2 separate regions of the Rattus norvegicus genome follow, and region 2 is linked to region 1. The links are chromatin contacts, called in public Hi-C maps. All regions are on one chromosome and are shown on one strand. The core of a region is the stretch at or near the end of the contact, and the rest is flanking DNA. Distances in the headings are between cores, read along the strand shown.

Evidence for each region. Hi-C and Micro-C count contacts between places; a contact is called where the count stands out from the background.
Region 2: a Hi-C map of Schwann cells shows a contact between it and region 1, with 4 times the contacts expected there. The contact joins two enhancer-like sites. A contact is called at or near these places in 4 of 12 Hi-C or Micro-C datasets (the A7r5 cell line, the Rat2 cell line, Schwann cells and 1 more).

What each region holds. Positions count from the first base shown.
Region 1 is chr5:136,027,999-136,033,284 of GRCr8, forward strand. It overlaps a transcript of Rnf220 not described here. Among named protein-coding and RNA genes, the nearest start is that of Rnf220, 37 kb to the left of the region's middle. Within about 2 kb of position 1,478, at least 13 of the 93 cell types and tissues checked have an H3K27ac peak or open chromatin away from gene starts, as enhancers often do. A contact at or near this core is called in Schwann cells, where this site is marked.
Region 2 is chr5:136,181,701-136,187,558 of GRCr8, forward strand. It overlaps a transcript of Rnf220 not described here. Among named protein-coding and RNA genes, the nearest start is that of Eri3, 68 kb to the right of the region's middle. Within about 2 kb of position 4,136, at least 38 of the 93 cell types and tissues checked have an H3K27ac peak or open chromatin away from gene starts, as enhancers often do. A contact at or near this core is called in Schwann cells, where this site is marked.

The sequences.
Region 1 (5,286 bases), core at 228-2,727:
TAGAAAGCCCAGCCTTTGAGGCCTGACTCCTGAGGTGAAGGACATGGGAGGCAGAATGTATGTAGGAGCCGGACAGGAATATGTGCTTCGTTTCCCAGTCACTCTTTGAGTGGTGTTATGATGGGCCAGGGACAATCTAAGAACTGGTATAAGAGACAGGCTTTAAAGGACGGGCAGGGGAACGGACAGGAAGCTGTGCGTGGGAGCCGTGGGCAGGGACCATGTGGGAAGGACACAGACTACTGTGTGTGAAGAATGTGAGGGTGTGGCTGGGAGAAGGGTGTGCCATGGGTTTGGAATCAGGCCTAAGCTTTCAGTTCTGGTTCCTTTATCCATATTTATTTATTCGCTTAACAAATTGTTACTGAGGATCAAGTTGCTTTTATATGCCTGCACCGCATTTCTCTTGGCTACAGATCAGAGATGATAATAATGATGATGATGATATTGCCTAAGAGAACGGCGTGATTTATGAGAGCAGGGTTCGGGGCAGAAGCGCCCTAGCACAGAGTACCAAGGCAGGTCAAGAAACAGTAGCTGTGAGGCTGGGGCTCATCTGTCAGTCTGGGTTTCCTTTCTCTTTTCTCGTCTCCTTTCCCCTCCCTTTCTCCATCACAGTTGAACCACAGTATTAATTATTAGAACCAATTGACTGTTTAGACTCTGATGTTTTAACTAATCACCACTAATGACAAGCACTGTGGGCAATCACATTCATTTAGTTCCAGGCAAACCTCTTCACACAGCGGAGAGCTGGCTAGAGGGAGGGGCCAGCAATAGCAGGGATTTGGAAATGACAGGGGTGGTCTCTACTGTCCAGAAATAAGACCTCTCCCTGACAGCCCCGGTGAACCAAGTCCCTTGGGGTGAGGTCAGCTGAGACTTGCCTCAAAAGTGGTTGGCGTCCTTCCTTATACTTTGGAGCCCTTTGGCCTTATCGTCCCCTTTGACTTAGAATTCTGTCACGAGAGTGAGCAACGACTGACCACCACCTTGGGTCGTAAATATCTGACACTTTGCCAAGCTGCTTTTAAACCGGTGACTTCTCTTAAGGTCCCCCTACTGGAGATAAGCATTTAGATGCTCATCTAAATCCCAGCTTCTCATAGGGCAGTGGTGCGCAATGCTGAACCCTGGCCATCTGGACCTGGCTCTGAGTAACAATAGCCAACGAACATGTGCTCAGTGCTGCTGAGTCTTGACCAGGACTTGGGATGTGTCCTACGCATTGTGTGCCTAAGAAGACACCCGCTTTCTTTACCCCAGGGCCCCAGGTTCCCAGCCTATACGCAGCTGTTTCACACCGAACTCATGACCACTCTGTAACTACTCCAGATTCACTGGGGAGCAGATCCCCAGAACTCAGGAATTCCAGCTTTAATTCGGGGTTCAGGCTAGGAAAGGCTGGATGGACTGTAAAGCGCACGTCCTGGAGGAGGCGGCCTAGACGTTCTCGGCCAGTAGGTGTCGCTGTGGCTCTAGCACTAGGAGGGGGTGCTAGGCAGGGGCCCTCGTGCCATGGGTGCCCCCTGGCTTCCTGCCCCTGCTTCAGGCCTGCCAGAAAAGCTTTCTCATAGGCCTCTCAAACTAAGTGTCCTCCGGACAGTTGGGGGGTCATGTGAAGACGTAGATTTGATTCACCAGCTCTGGAGTGGGGCCTAGGTGGCATTTCTAAGAAGCTCCTAGGTGATGCTGGCCACTGGCCGTGCTATGAGTGTCAAGGGACTGACTAGGCAGCTCCCCACTGGACAAGTCACAGGCTCCACTGTCCTCCAAAACCATCCTCCACTTCGCTACTCTTATGTTGTTGCTACATTAGGTTCCATATCAGAGCCCAGGGTTACTACGATTTCAATCCCCTTCTTTTGGGGGGAGGTGGACTTAACTAGACCAAAACAACGTGGAATCTAACTCCAGGTCTCTGAGCCAACCGTCCCCTAGCCTCCCTAAACTCACACCCAACCCCACATTCTCCAGCTAACGCCTGTTCCTAGGGGGTCCCCACTGTTTGTCTCCTCCCTTCATCATCCACCATAGCCTTCCGGGTCTTCTGCCTCACTCTCCTCTGGAGGCCAGCCTATGACAGAGTGATGGGCAGTGGAGGTCTGAGGCCACATGCCTGTACAGGAGCCATTGCTGCAGGCAGTGGCGATAGGCAGTCTGGCAATCTAGAGACCCCGCATGCTCCAGACCCTTCCACTGGGTGCAAAGGGCTCTTTATCCCAGCCACTCTGCTTTGTCTTAGGATGAGGGAGGGCAGAGCCCCAGCTGCAGGGGAAAAAGGAGGCGGTGGTGTGGCTCTGTGAGAAATCGGGCAAGGATATCCTTTCCAAACCTACATTTCTATTAGGACCTTCCTCCCTTCTATTCTTATTTTGTGAATTTATTAATGTGTATGACAGCTCTATTTGCATGTGTGCCTGCATGACAAAAGAGGGCATCAGATCCTCTTGTAGAAGGCTGTGAGTCACCAAGTGGTTGCTGGGAATTGAACTCATGGCTCCTGGATGAGCAGCCAGTGCTCTTAAACCACTGAACCCTCTCTCCAGCCCCTTCCTCTCCATTCTTGTCCATCGTCTGGCCTTGCTGGGTGGTAGAGGCAGATGCCTTAGTGGTAACAGTCTACATCGGCTGGCCCCTTCCAAGGCTGACACATTCTGTGATTTGTTTTTTAAAAGTGAGAATGCAAATGAATGAATTAACTGATCTGTAATTGGTTAATTGATTTGAAGGATAGCAATTGAAGTAGGAGCATTTTGGCCTTGCCCTACCTGGAAGGCTGCCTGCAGCGACCCACACTTCAGATAGAGAATGCAGGGGAATAAACCGAGCGAGGGCTGCTTCCACATGCATCGACCCCTTTCCATTTATAAATCTGAGCCAGGTATGGCGGCTAACTCTGCAATCCTAGTACTTGGGGGGTGGGGGGAGTAAGGCAGGAGGCTTGCCATGAGTTACTATGAGCCTAGCCTAGACACTAGGCCAGTCTGAACTCTACACCGAAAGACTTTATTCTCAAACAAACAAACAACCAAACAAATAAGCAAGCCCCTTTACTTGGGAAAACCACCCCTGCAGTTAGAGGACACCTCCACATCTACAAAAAGTAGTCTATATTTTTATGAGTTATTTTTCACCCTTTTGAATACCTTGAAAAAGTTACTTAATTTCTCTGTGCTGCATCTGTGTAGTGGGAAAAGTCAAGTCCCCACTTGACAGGGCTACAGGTAAGGATATTTGACTCGTGTTGGGTCCTTCCAAGTCCTTTCAATGAGCGTTTGCTGTCATCAACATCTTATTACTAATATGTTGTTGTTTGCCCTGAAGTTACTGTATTTTGATGCTAATTCCACTGCCCCAAGGACAGCTGCCTAGTCACATACTCAGGTATCAGGTGACTTCACCAGAACCTCACCATTGAATTTGTAAAGTACACGTGAGAGGCAGGTACAAGATAGAAGGAGGCCTGTCATTGGAGGAGAAGGAAGGATGGGCGGGAGAGAAGTTTGAAGGAAGAGGAGGAGAGACAAGAGACGGAGAGAGGGGAGAAGCCGTGGCAGGTGATGTTAAGATTCTGCTCTGTGTATTTACAGGTTGTTATTAATGTTCCTAAGGGATGGACGGTACTGAGCTTTGTATGTTTAAGTGGGTAATTATATCTTACCAATTGAGTCAAAGATTATTGTGTTGTGTGTTCTTTTATGTGAGGGTTTGAGTGTAGGAAAGTGTGCGGCTGGGCTGTGTTTCGGCCAAGATATCTAGCAGATATCTTGGGGCACCGAGGTGTAGACCCAGCGGGGTAAAAGACAACTATAACTTATTTATTTTTATATTTTTACAACAACACTAATATATTTGGATATTTAGCGCTTTAGGTAGGTAGATTTCCCTTTAATAGTACAGGCAAAAAAATCACTGTCCCAAAGTGATTAGGGCTTGGGTCCTTGCACCCCATCCCCCCACCCCCCGCACCCACACAGTAGTCAGTTCACCGAAGTCTGTAGCTCCAGTTCCAGGGAATCTGATGACCTCTTCTGATCTCTGAGGGTACTAGGCATGCAGAGGGTACATGAACATACATGCATACACATATACACTTAAAATATATTTGGTTTTTCAAGACAGGGTTTCTCTGTGTAGCCCCTCAACTGTCCTGAAACTCACTCTGTAGACCAGGTTGGCCTGGAACTCAAAGAGATCCGCCTGCCTCTGCCTTCCAAGTGTTAGGATTAAAGGCATGCGCCATCACTATCCAGTTAAACGTTTTTTGTTTTTTTTGTTTGTTTGTTTGTTTGGGGTTTTTTTTGTTTTTTTTTTTTGTTTGTTTTTTTGTTTTTTTTTTTGGTTCTTTTTTTCGGAGCTGGGGACCGAACCAAGGGCAGTTAAACGTTTTTTAAAAGAATAAATGTTGGGGCTGCTTTAGACTGGGGTTTTGGATGCCATACTGAACACATATGGGTAATGGCATACCCATTCTTGTCAGGAAGCACATGCCAACAGGGCGGGGGAGGAGGGCATGAGAGGGAACAGGAAAGGGCAGGAACGAGGAAGAGGTCAGCAGAACTCAAATAGCCTTCTCCCTCTCCCCCAGGTTAGCTCTCTTCCTGCTTCCTGCTTTCTCCCTTTCTCAGTCCCTAGGCTTTCATTCCTGCATCCCATACAGATGCTTAGTCCCAGGCAGGATACAGGGTAGAGCTTGCCTGAAACAGGGAAGAAGACTTAGGCAAGAAGCCTGGAATGGTGGAATATGGGTTCCAGAGTCAGGGAGACTTGGTCTTGTCCCCACCCTTAGGATTGCCAGTCACATCCACGTCTCTGAGCAGGCACCATCACCCACAAGGCTTCTCCTCACCTGGCCTCTCCACACTTTAGCAAATGAATGATCCACATCACCTGAAGCCCAGGGCTTGCACACTGGGAGGGTCTTAGCATTGCTGTCCTGTGCGAGAAACCATGGAGCTGCTATGACCTGGGAGTGCAGAGTGACAGGGCTGACCATCTGCCTGGCCCTTCCACACATAGTGGTCAACAGCAACGGGACAACACAGGCTTATGTCCCAAGGAGGGCAACTGCTGAGGAGGGGATGGAAGTTGTATGCAAAGAGGGCCTGAGACACAGAGTTGGGGGAGGGGGGGAGGAAGGCAGGCAGGCAGGGGTGGTGGTGGTGGTGGTGGTGGTGGTGGTGGTGGTGGTGGTGGTGGTGGTGGTGGTGGTGGTGGTGGTGGTGGTGAATGGCTGGCCAGGCACAGGCTGTTACCAGCTGTGCAGTGGATTTTTCAGCTACA
Region 2 (5,858 bases), core at 2,886-5,385, 160 kb after region 1:
GCCCACAGAGACAGCTGGCTGCTAGCCTTTGGTGGCTGTCACTGACACACACCTTTGTGAACAGGGGACCTTCCAAATGTGTCCTGAACTACAGCCTCAAACACAGGGTCTAACCCTCAGCTAGAGGATTGGTCTCATCTTTCCCTACAGACATGCAGAGTCATTCTCTGGTGTTCCCTGGCCCCATGGAGCTTGCTTTGACAAAGAGAGAGGCACTGACTTTATTTGTGACCCTGAGTAATGGCAGCCAGGCCTCTTTTACTCCCTGGAGAATGAATACAGGCACTACATGCATAGGAGGCCTGTCCCGGCCTAGCCCTGCCCCCTAATCCCTCCCCGGCAGCCCCCCTACCGCAGAGCTGTGGCTGTATTTCTCTCCTGACCTGCAAGGCCCCTGCAAGGCCCCTCCAAGCCCCATCCTAAGCCTCCCCCAAGCACAACAATCCATCATGCCGTAGGACTGTGACACACACGGATGGGGGGAGGTTCACGGATTCCTCTCACACAGGCAAGAGGGTGAAAGTGTCTGTGTAACTTAAAATCTACAGGCATTCTCAACCTCCGGAACTCTGCATTCTAATACTAGTTAAATACCACTCTAGCAAGTCTCCTTAGGCAGGGCCCAAGCCGCCATCACTCACGGATTCTAATTCGCTATTTATTCCCAACACTGCACGATGATGCAAACAAAGTCTTGACTAAGGAAACACCCGAGAGATTGAGGTCCTTTGATCTGGGCCACCGTCTGAATCATTTTAGCCTAGTAAAGTCCCTTCCAGACTTGGACACCCACTTTATCTAACTCTTAATATTAACTTGCTTGTGAATAAACCCAGGGTTAATCTTGGTGGCTAGACAATGATCAAGGGAAGGGAAGCAGCTGGCCATCACAGAAAAAGGCTCGATTGACAACCTCTCTCCCTCCCTCTTTGTGCATTGCCATAAGGTGGAGTGGGTGAGAGGGTCCTTTGCACATGCTGGCTACTAATGACCCCGTGTTTAGCTACACTGGGGTCTCTAGCAAGGAAGACTCATCGCCACATCGTCCTGGGAATGACAACGGTCATTACATATTGACACTTAATGGTTAGCTATGTATCTGTGACCATTCGGTCCTCCACAACAACTCTGTTAGGTCCTGTGGTTCCCAACTTGCAGGTTCCCAACTGAAGCCTGGGCAGGTTAAGTAATTTACCTAGCAAGGAAGCTAAAGGGTGGTAACTCAACTCCGGAGGCTGCGTTCATTGACTCCTATATTCTGTTGCCTCTTCACCTTTCGAGTTGAAGCTCAAGGGGCCCCACCCAGTTTTTATTCCTCTAACAGGTATTTATTATGCTAGGCTGCTCTGACTTGATTTAAATCAAACTAAAAAAAAAAAAAAAAAAAAAAAAAAAAGCAAGGTCAAATGAGTAATATAGGATTAGCTGGCACCTAAATGGGAGTCATATACCTGAAAATAAAGCAGAGGCCTTTCCAGGGCTGCTCCTGCCCTCCCCCACCCCAAGCCCCCAGCCCTGTCCCTGCTGCTCTGAGATAGGTGCAGAGCTATATGTCTCAGCCACAAAAGGATTTCAGTGGGAAAAGACAGTTCTCATGAGGCGAGCCGTAGGAGGCTTACGGAGCTTGCTGTCTCTTGACACCATGCTACCTGTGCCCCGCTTCAGTTCCAGACAGACCATGGAATATCTGAATGGCCAGCCGGTTCTATGTGCTTACGTGGCTCCCGGATTGCTCGATTACTTCTAGCTTCAACTAGGATCTAGACAGAAACTTTTAAACACACACTCAAAGAAGGTGTAAAACCTGGGTTTATGGGCTCCATACTGTGGGAACACATGGACAGAAGAGGCTCCACTCTTGAGTTCCTAGAAGAAGGTTGGGGGGGGGAGTAAATTTCAATTATTTTTATGTTATGGCAGTGTTTTACTACCCCCACATCATCAGGAAAATAAGTCTGCATTTGAGGAAAAGATTTCATGTATCTCCCCTCCTTTTGTTCATCAAGCTCAAGGACCCCTGTCTTGGCTCGAGCCTGCATATCTTTAGAATGAGTGTGGTCCTGTAGCAAATGAGTAGTGTGCTAATAGGAACTTCGAAGTCTAGACTGAACCTAGGTCCATATATTTGACCTCACCTAAAATGTAGTAAGCCCTTTGATATGTTTGGCAAGAGTGCAATAAACACACACACACACACACACACACACACACACACACACACACAACACATTCCCCCCTTACACAATACCAAAACTAAAATGTAGCCAAGATTTAAAAAAATAAGTTTAGCCCATTGGGTAGGGCTGAAATGGGATAAATTCCTGTTTATCTAGCCTCTACCAGGGTTATCCATTCCATGTCCTTAACCTGGAAAAGAAATAATAAAGTTCTATTCATTTGTTTATCATTATTATTACTATTATTATTACTATTACTATTATTATTATTATTATTAGTAGTAGTAGTAGTAGTAATAGACCAGGCTAGACTTGAACTCACAGAGATCCACCTGCCTCTGCCTCCCCAGGGTTGAGATTAAAAGTATGCACTACCTTGCCTGCCACAAAGTTCTTCTTGCAAGAAATGTTTCTCTTTCCCCCAAAGAGATATTTATCAATCCCCCACCCGGAGCACACACTTCGAGGATAAAAACACATTCTGTTCAGTTACAAATGCACAATTGAAGTGACACTTTTAAAATTTGTAAGGCATGTTGGTGGCTGAATAGCAATACATTATCTTGAAGTTTTCAGCTTCTTTAAGAGAGATAAAAATGGTGCTGAGAACGACTGTTAACATGTAGGAATATTCAATTCCAAAAATTATGGTTATTTTAGTGTTAAAATCGTGTGGATTTTATTATGACATGTATCATCACCCCAAATCTCAAGTACTTATAAGAGCAATGTCAACATGTGGTCTTTTATTTATTAACCAGATGCATGTGGTTTATGGGTTAAAACCAAGAAAAAAAACATTAAAATTTTCAACTCGATTAAATGAATTGACACTTTAAGTCTGGAGTATTCGCAAATGTTACATTTTATCTTGTGCTAATATTTATTGACCAGATGGTGGTAGTTAGTAAGGGTTAAAAATAAGAAAAAAATTTATTTTTCAGTTCTCTTCTGCCTAACTAAAGAGGATAGAGGGCAGAGAGCAACTTTGGATTCAGTGTGAGGTTTTGTTCTATTTGTGACGTTTTTGTTTTGTTTTCAAACAACAAAAAGGGTGGGGGGCTACCAAATAATCAACCTGGGACTGCTGACCGGAAGGCAGTTCCGGACAACTTCCCGTGGGAAGAGTTCCAGAAATTGCCTTGACTTTAACGAGTCCCGCTGTGCTGGTTGCGAGCTTCCCAGCGTCATAGGCGACCGCGGCTGCCTCGCCCGAATACCAGCAATCCTGCAGATTCACCAAGCCGGACTCCGGAATATTTTACAGATTCGAAAAGCAAGATGAAGGGGAGAAATTCTTTTTGAAACCGAAAGGAGAAGCCTCAAAGCCCTACTACCCAGAGGAAAGCTGGGTCCACATGCGTGTGCACAAGTCCATTTGGGTCCTCACGACCTCGGCCCCCTCCTGGCTCAGTGCCCCGCCCGCTCTATGGCCACCCGCACGCGCGCGTGGAGTTCCAATCACTCCCGGGCACCAGCCTGCATATCTCGCCCGGTCGCTGTCATTGCCAAGGAACTGGGTTCTTAGAGCGACGTGGGCGCCTGGGGACGTGGAGGGCGGGGGGTAGGGTGTCGCACGGACCTTCCCCGCACCCTGGGGACCGCGCGCGGACTTCTCCTGAAGAGCGACGGCGAGGTCAACCGCATCCCTAAAAGCTCTTGTGGGGCCACCTGGGCCACAGGCGCTGCCCACTGGGTGGCCCGGCCTGTGCGCGCGTCCCCGCGCCCTCCCCCCCACGGTCAATTACCAGCCACCCCGATGCGGGCAGCCAGGCGCTGGCTGGCGGCCGTGAGGAAACGGCAGTCCGGATCGCTTCTGCATGACAATTGACTCGAGGGAGGGCGCTGGGCAAGGAGGGAGGACGGCCCCGGGGTCCACGTCTCACCATGGTGATGAGGCATTCCCTCCGTGAGAGGCGACCACGGGCGAGGGCCGGGGAGAGCGGCCGCCAGAGCCAGCCCGGGCGCCGGCGAGCAGCGCGCAGAACAGAGCCAAGCCAGGCCAGATGGCTCTGTAGCCATCGGGGACCGCTCCCGTTCAGCCCGGCCCCACTTTAGCTGTGCAAACATTTCTTTATCCCAACAAGACAATTAAACCCAGCAGCATGAAAGGGAGTATCCGTGACTGTGTTGGGAGTGAACAAACGGTAACAACCACACACATCACAGGAGTTCTTGCCCCGCGGGAGAATGGGGTGGGAGGAGAACCCAAAGCAGCTGAGCGCATCACAGGGCTAGACCTGGGCAGGCAGGACCCAAGCAGTCAAGATACAGGCAACCCTCTGACCCCTCTTTCTGGTCAGTGGCTGACCCTTCACACTGGTCATCTGCTCCAGCTGCAGTCCAGCTGCAGTCCAGAGATGGAGCCTGGGAACTAGTGTTCCCTGCCCACTCGGATCCCAGAGTCTTTGGAAAGTATCCGCTTTATCTCGCCCCCTATGATGTCAGCTGGCTTTCCAAGCTGCTTTGGCCTGAGTGGGCTAGACTGATTCATAGGGTCTTCCATGACCTGTGCCTTTATAAAGACGAATCTAGAATGCAAAGTACCACCTCCAATCAGGGCTTTTGGGACCTGGGGCTGGCTGACTTTCCAAATATATCAAAAGATGAGCAAGACAGGGGCTTCTGGGAGATCTCAAGTTCCCTGGCCACAGGGAAGGCTAAGGGGAGAAGTCCAAGGGAACCACTAATGATTAGTGACCGGTGTCCCTTCCTGGGGTAAACCAGAAGGCAAAGCCAGCCACAGCTCCACAGGGACAGTTCTGACTTCTCTCAGGTCTAGAGTAAGCATACATGTTAACCAACCCCAATGTGGGGTTAGATAAGAAGGCTGGTCAAAGGTGTGACAGGTCAGGCTGGAATGTGGGCACAGGGATGGTCTGAAGGATGCCATCAAGAGATAGATGCACATGGCAGGCTCCAGAGGGCACACGGAGGGAGTAATAAATGTGGACGCTGACACCGGGCAGCGCGTAGGACTTACCTCCTCTTTTGCTGTAAAGTTTCCTTAATGAGGAATGTTTATTTTAAAGGCCCTGGGAAACACATCTATAGACACTTCATATGTAACACACAACATGGGCTGTTCGTAATTGGCCCATAAATTCTAGCGTCATTTCCCTGGACAAGGAGCCTTGGGGACTGGTTCAGGGAATGACAATAAACGGGAGTTACCTCGGTCTCCTTCCTGGGGAATTACGCATCCTTCGTGAACAGCTTCTCACAAAACCACATCTCCCATTTTCCAGGGCCAGTAAGTCGGTCCCGCAGGCCACCTTGCTTCACAGGGCCCAACACCTACCTTGGGGTCACCTGCAAAACCAGGTGGGTAGACAGGCAAGCAACCGAAAATCCCCACTAGAAGAGAGGACACCCCCCAAACAGATATACTTGTGTCTGTTTTTCTTTTTCCTACACACATTTAATCACAAAAGAAACCCTGCCTATCAGCACTCCAGTTAAGGGCTGAACACGTGTGCACTACAGCATGTCTGCAGGCGTCCTTTTGAAAGGCGCGTGAACATATCTGCATATGGATGCAAACCAAGAGCAGGGGGTGGCTGCCACAGTAAAACCTGTCAGTGTTTCCATTATAAAACTGATCTCCAGCAACCTAAAACACAGTCAGAAAACTTCTACACCCAATAAGGAACCTGAACACCATGCTCACCCCACCCCACC